Linked DNA regions of Mus musculus: region 2 is linked to region 1. The links are chromatin contacts, called in public promoter capture Hi-C maps. All regions are on one chromosome and are shown on one strand. The core of a region is the stretch at or near the end of the contact, and the rest is flanking DNA. Distances in the headings are between cores, read along the strand shown.

The links. Capture Hi-C pulls out chosen DNA fragments and counts their contacts.
Region 2: a contact with region 1 is called in a promoter capture Hi-C map of adipose tissue. The contact joins two enhancer-like sites. A contact is called at or near these places in 5 of 39 promoter capture datasets (the 3T3-L1 cell line, the C10 cell line, hippocampal neurons and 2 more), 2 of 484 Hi-C or Micro-C datasets (the HPC-7 cell line and embryonic stem cells), 4 of 115 datasets of contacts at active chromatin or transcription factors (effector CD8 T cells, extraembryonic endoderm stem cells, large pre-B cells and 1 more) and 1 of 9 other capture datasets (adipose tissue).

What each region holds. Positions count from the first base shown.
Region 1 is chr2:131,146,931-131,150,233 of GRCm38.p6, reverse strand. 1700037H04Rik (RIKEN cDNA 1700037H04 gene) reads left to right here. Exons shown (of 6, transcript NM_026091.3): 4 at 1,940-2,078; 5 at 2,951-3,073; 6 at 3,259-3,303. Among named protein-coding and RNA genes, the nearest start is that of Gm14232, 8.7 kb to the left of the region's middle. Within about 2 kb of position 1,488, at least 16 of the 459 cell types and tissues checked have an H3K27ac peak or open chromatin away from gene starts, as enhancers often do. A contact at or near this core is called in adipose tissue, where this site is marked.
Region 2 is chr2:131,421,718-131,425,183 of GRCm38.p6, reverse strand. No RefSeq gene overlaps it. Among named protein-coding and RNA genes, the nearest start is that of Smox, 68 kb to the left of the region's middle. Within about 2 kb of position 2,198, at least 188 of the 459 cell types and tissues checked have an H3K27ac peak or open chromatin away from gene starts, as enhancers often do. A contact at or near this core is called in adipose tissue, where this site is marked.

The sequences.
Region 1 (3,303 bases), core at 239-2,738:
TACCTCTATCCATTGAGTCATCTTACCAGCCCCTAGGAAGCTTTTTTTTAAAAAGCTTTTCCTTCCTTCCTTCCTTCCTTCCTTCCTTCCTCCCTATCTATCTATCTATCTATCTATCTATCTATCTATCTATCTATCTATCTATCTATCTAATCTACCTACTATAGAGACAGGGTTTCTCTATGTATCCCTTGGCCATCCTGGAATTCACTCTGTAGACCAGGCTGGCCTTGGACTCAGAGATCCGCCTGCCTCTGCCCCCAGAGTCCTGGGATTAAAGGCGTGCACCACCACTGCCCGGCCTTTTTACATTTATTTATTTTGGGGGACGTGTGCTATAGCATACATATGGAGGTGTGGACATCTTTCGAAAGTCAGCCCACCCCTTCTTTTGAGTAGGTTCTGAGGACCAGATTCAAATTGTCAAGTCAGTGGTGAGTACCATTTCGCCCACTGTGCCCGCTCAGTAGACCTGATAAGCTTTTGAGGACCATTGACATGGCTTAGCAGGTAAAGGTACTCGCCCAGCCTGGCTACCTAAGTTTGGTCCCAGAACCTACTTGGTGGGAGGATAGAGCCAGCTACTGCAAATTATCATCTGACCTGCACAGCACTACAGCATGTGGTAAGCCAGTAAAAAGAAACCCAATTGTTTTTTTTTTAAAGTGTTGTTTTGCTTTTTTTAAGACAGGGTCTCATGTACTCCAAGCTGTCCTTGAACTGGCTGTGTAGCCAAGGATGACCTTGGGCTTCCCATCCCTCTGCCCCTGCCTCCAGAGTGCTGGGATTACAGGTATGGCCCACTAGGCCTGATTTGATTTGGTGATGGGAGCAAACCCAGGGCCATGCATGCTAGACAGGCACTCTACCAACTGAGCTCTGGCCCCGGCTCACTGGGTAGCTCACACTGCTCTTCAACCTGTAGCAGTCCTGTTGCCTTGGTCTCCATGCTGGGAGTAGACGAGAGCTACCTCGCCTGCCTCAGAAAGCTTTCAGAAGGACACTCTTCTCAGAAGCATTTCAGATTCTGACCCTTCACACCAAAAAGTTCCCAAGGCCTCTGTCCCAGAGGGACAGCATCGGTTTGCCAGGCAGTGTATCTGGATGACAGAAATGACTTGGGCCATGAGCAGAGGTCACTGATCACATGGCACCACTGAGTGTGCAGGTGGGCACACATCCATTACCACATGTCGGCAGACAGGATCACAGGTTTAGTTAATATTTGGCTTTTGACTTGCTGGGGGCTCCCACAGCTAGTTTAGTGGTTTTTTTGTTGTTGTTGTAGTTAGTTAGTTTGGTTGGTTCTTGGTATCAAAACCAGTGACTCATACGTGTTGAATACATAGTCTACCACTGAGCCATTCCCCAAACCCTAATGTCCAGTTCTCCAGTTCTGTTTTCTCTTCAATCCCATGCCATCTATCAAGTCATGAAGTCACCAGCATTCCTTCCTGGCCTGCTTGATCTGGATAGGTGCTGGAGTGACGCTTCCCCTCCCTGGCTGTGACTGGTTTCTTACTGAGTACTACACAGGACAGGAGTGACCAGGAGGTCTAGGAAGGACTTTTCTATTGTTTACAATGTGACCTCTAGGCAGTCACTTCCTGACTTCCATATTCTTATCTATAAAACTGAGGCCTATGGGGTCTCTGAGACAGACACTGGGGCGTGACCCTTCACACAAAAAATTTCCCAAGGCCCCTGTCCCACAGGGACAGCATTGGTTGCCAGGCAGTGTATCTGGACAACAGAAATCACTTGGGCCTTGAGCCTTAAGGGGAAGGGATTGTTGAAAGGCCTGGAACAGCTGGAGAGTAGCAAGCGTTGGGCTTCCAGGGAGGCAGGTGCTGGGGCCCACCAGGAGCCCAGGCGGCCGCCCTGATGCCCTAGAGGAGCCCCAGTGAAGGTGCTTCTCCCTCCTCCCCTGTTGCTGCAGGTTGGCTTCCTGAAGATCCTGCACAGGTATGAGATTACCTTCACTCTGCCTCCAGTGCGCAGACTGAGCAAGGACATCCGTGAGACCCCTGTCCACAGCTTGCACCTCAAGCTGCTCAGCGTCACACCCACCTCTGAAGGTAGGTCCCCTCCTGGGCTGCGGGGGCCTGCTGGGAGTAGGAGGGAGGAGAGCATGTGTTTCTTTGCCCTTTCCCTAGCTAGGGTGATCAGGCTGCTCAGTAAAAGTCAGGGGCTTGGCACCTCCTTGAGTTTCCAGTGTGGGAGCATGGCAGTTCCAGCCCCAGGCGTCCATTTTTGGACAGAAAATCCATTCCATTGACATACACTCCAGGTTTGCATACCTCTTCACTGTCTGATGGTACCTTCAGTGGAGATGTCCCAGAGATGGGAGCCACTGAGGAACTGCCTTTGGGCTTCCAGCCTTCCCTCTCATCTTCCTGGATAAAAAGGCAGGAGCTGTAGGCGCTTTGGGTGGCTGATATCTAGAACGTTCCATCCAGGCATTGGGTTCTATGCTGCTTCTCCGGCTGGCTCCTGGTGCTGCCCCGACTCCTGGTCACCAGCCTGACGGAGACTAGGGCGCCAGTTTCAAGGGTATGAAGCCGAGCACTGGCTTCAATTCCACATCCCCACTTCTGCTTCCTAATCACTTGCTGTTTAGCGGACGTTCCTTTCTCTCCACCCCATCTGTTCAAAACCCACTCTGACAGCCTCTCCTTGATCTCCATCACCCCCTTCCTGCCATCTTGTGTGGCACTAGTGGGACCTTAGAAGGATGAATTAGATCCTGTCTTCCACCTTTAGAGCCACACTGAGTTCTCAGGCCAGGGGCACATTGGCCTTATTTGAAAGGATGGGGAGTTTCTTAAGTCCTGTACCAGCTCTGTAGGGTGGGTCTCTGAAGGGACCATCTGGGGACTGTGCATGCTGGGGACAGTATGGAGGAGCTGTAGGAGATACTGATTGCCTATCCATCCCTGTCCTCCAACAGGTTACAGCATCAAGTGTGAGTACTCGGCACACAAAGAAGGTGTTCTCAAAGAGGAGATGCTCCTGGCCTGCGAGGGTGACATAGGCACCTGTGTGCGTGTGACGGTGCAGGCGCGGGTCATGGGTGAGTTAGGGTTAGGGCAGGTCTGGTTAGAGGAGGGAGACATGAGACCGGCTTCAATAGATTCTTGAAGCTGGCAGGGTCTTTCCCCGAATCCCCAGCTAATGCCAGGGAGAGGTCCCTGTGGAATAAACCTTGTGTGGTGCCAGCATGCAGCCAGCACGCTCTAACTCGGGCCTACCTTGCAGACCGGCACCACGGTACACCCATGCTGCTGGATGGTGTCAAGTGTG
Region 2 (3,466 bases), core at 949-3,448, 270 kb before region 1:
TAAACTCAATGTTAAATATGATGAAGACAGCTGTAGTCAAGACAGGATGGCTCTTGATATTCCAGCAATAGCACGTCATTGTCTATTTGTCTATAGCCTATGAGGCCTGTGTCATTACTAATATAAAAATGTTGGTGATTCGCAGTCCCCCAGGACTCACAGACTCAAATCTGTCAGATCGCACCTTCAGCATCAGTGATGTACCAACATCGGGGTTCTCACGAAGTCCGTGATGGACAGGACCCTAGCAGCCCTCTGTATGGTGGTCTGTATGGTTTTCATATCTCTGGTAACGGCACCCTCTCTCCCAGATTCCTAGCACATGATGAGCCTCTAATCTTTTAGCCCCAACCTCTCCAGAGGCCAAAACTTTTGACTCCTGAGCAGACCTAATTTCCCTGTTTGGGGAGGGGCTTCTGTAGTTAAGCTAGTCACAGCAGCTGCTCTGGAAGAAGACCCAGGTTCAGGTCTTCACATTCTCATCCACAAGGCAGCTTATAACTCCAGTGCTCCCTCCTGGCTTCTAAGAGCATCAGGCACATATTCAGTGTACTTACTTAGTACTGGCAAAATACACACTCATACACATAAAATAAAAAGTAAACCAACTCATGTTTATTGTTTTCTTTAAACAAGGACTTTTTCCCAACTTCCTTTGAAGCCAAAACCTCGGACACAATTCTGGACGAGGCACAGGTCAATGTGTGCAGTGGCACAGGAGCAATGTGTGCAGCCGCTCCTGGGATACTTCTTTCTTCTATAGAAGACGAGATTGGCACCACCCTTGTTCATTCCTCCAGTTCTCCCTTGGACATGATGCCTGGATCTGGACTAGTGATGCTACAGCCATGAGATAACACATGTGGGGACAACATCAACATGGCAGGATAATGAAGCAGAAATAGAGACAGCCTGGGTGCCTGATGCCACTGCCACCGTAAAACCACACCAGGCTGGCAATTTTTAACAGCTGGATTTCTTCAGGTAGCAAAAAGAGAAAAAAAAAAAACTTACGTTTTTCAATGCCATCTCATCAGATGTTTTTTTGGTTTTTGGTTTTTTTGGTTTTTTGGTTTTTTTGGTTTTTTTTTTTTTTTTTTTTTAGGTATTTTCCTCATTTACATTTCCCATCAGATGTTTTTGTTGCCTGCAGCTAACCATTCTCCTAACTGACGCATACCGTTTAGAAGAATAACTCTTTATACGTCAGGGTTTACAACTATGAATATTGCCTTTAGCAAGTTTGTCAGTCAGTTCTCTGTTTCAATAACCAATACCTGGAATAAATCACGCGGAAGGAAGAAAGCGGTTTTTTGGTTGGTTTGTTGCGTGACTTCAGCAATTTCAGTTCAGGGTTGCTTAACTCTGTTGGGGTGGGTGAGTCAGATCCTTGTATCACAGCAGGAGAGCGTCATAAAGGAGGCCTGCTCCTTACATGGCATCCAGGAAATAGCAAGTCTGAGTCTTAATAACCCCCTATGAGGTCATGTCCCCGGTGACCTAGTTTCCTTCACCTAGGTCCAGTCTCCCAAAGGTTTTGTGCTTTTAGAGCCAGGCATTTAACTCAAGAACTTTTTTTGGAAGCCACTTCAGACAGAACTATATGAAGAGAGAACATATTGCAGGGAGATATAGAAGAAACATATGAACAATATAACTTAAAATTGTGGTAAATGAAAAAATAAACAAAAAGAACACAGGTCATCAAAACTAGTCTCTGCTATGAAATAATAGGGCTCCCCCTATTATTTCATAGCAAGATAAAAAAAATGCAAAATCACCAATGATCTCAAAATGTCCACTAGGAGGCAGTAGAGCCTCCTTTCTGATTATGCTCACTCCGGCTCCCAAATGTGAACTTTCTGCTTCCAAGCTGCACCTTACAATTAGAAATCTTTGACCACAGCATTTGACTGTGACCCTGAACACCCCGAGAGTGCCGGCATTGCGCTTAAGGTCCGAGCCCCGCCCCTCCAGTCCTCCACTGTCTGCTGCCTTCCTGCTCCTCCAGCCTCACCCGGTTGCTTCTCCCTTCACTCTCTCCATTCCACGTTCTTTTTGGTTCCTTGGGCCGACAAACTCTTGCTTGCAAAGATGAGGGTACCCTTTGATATATTCCAGGGCCCCCTTTCTCCTCAGTCACCTTAGTCCTCCAACCCCGCCCACATCTGGGAACCCAAGTGAGAGTAACCGGAGAGGAAGTCTCTACTGACTCCTAGTGGACCTATTGAGAACGTTTGTGATTATAGGGTCTGCTCAGATGCTAATCTCGCCTGACAAAAGTCCACCTCCAAGTTTGCTGGAGAATCTCCTGAGTCTCATTTCTTCTCCCAGCGTCCCTCTCTCTGCCCAGAAGACCCACCCTCCACTTCCTGCCCAGTTATTAGCCGTCAGATTTTTATTACAGCCAAGCAGATACAATTCTAGATTGCCTTAGGCCAGTGAGGAATAACAACTACTTACAAAATATAAGACCGGTGAGGGGCCATAGAAGTAATAACACCAAGCTGCAGCTAGTATTTAGCTCTCTGCCTCTGCAGAATTAATAGAATCCAGAAACACACAAAGGTATCCCAACAGTGTATCCCAATAGCCCAGGCTTGCTATGTAGCCTAGAACTCACAGACCTCTTGCCTCAGCTTCCTGGAAGCTGACATCACAAGTGTTTTGACACTGCCTTGCTTTGATTATTGACTGATTTCTTTTCCCCCAGAGACCTAGACTTTCTTTTTACAGTTTTGCGAAAATGCAAAGGACACATTCTCACCATCTTATCACTTCGACCAAAAAGGGATTGTGATTCCTCCTTTTTTAAACTAATGGATAGTAATTGTACAAAGCAATAGACTTTATGTGACTTTTTTTTACACACGCACATAAGGCACTTTGAAGATAGGCTCTTGTTACCCTTTCTTACCATGTCCCCTCCCTTCACTCACGCCCTTGATGGTCCCACCTCTTTCTTCCTTCCTTCCCCCTGCTGAGTCTCCTGTTAGAGAGTAAGCATGCCATGTATCTTTCTGAGTCTGGTTTTCACATAATATGAAGAACAAGTTCCATCCATTTTCTTGAAATTATTTTTGTCCTTTTTTGTATTATTATTACTCTGTGTGTGTGTGTGTGTGTGAGAGAGAGAGAGAGAGAGAGAGAGAGAGAGATGTGATGAGGAAGTCAGAAGACAACTTTGATGTCTTCTGTCCTTCCACCATGCCATCCAGGCATAGACTCCATCTGACAGGCTTCCCTGGCAAGGGCTCTTACCTGCTGAGCCACCTCACTGGTGTTGTCTTGTTCTTCTTTATTGCTGAGTAGAATTCACAGTGTATATACACCACATTTCCCAGGTTGATGCCATAACCTTGTATTGTGAATAATATCTCACAAGCACTAGTGTGCAGGTGTCTATATGGCAAACTGAGTTTGAGTCTTTTGGGTACACACCCAGAAATGGTAGAACTGGATCATA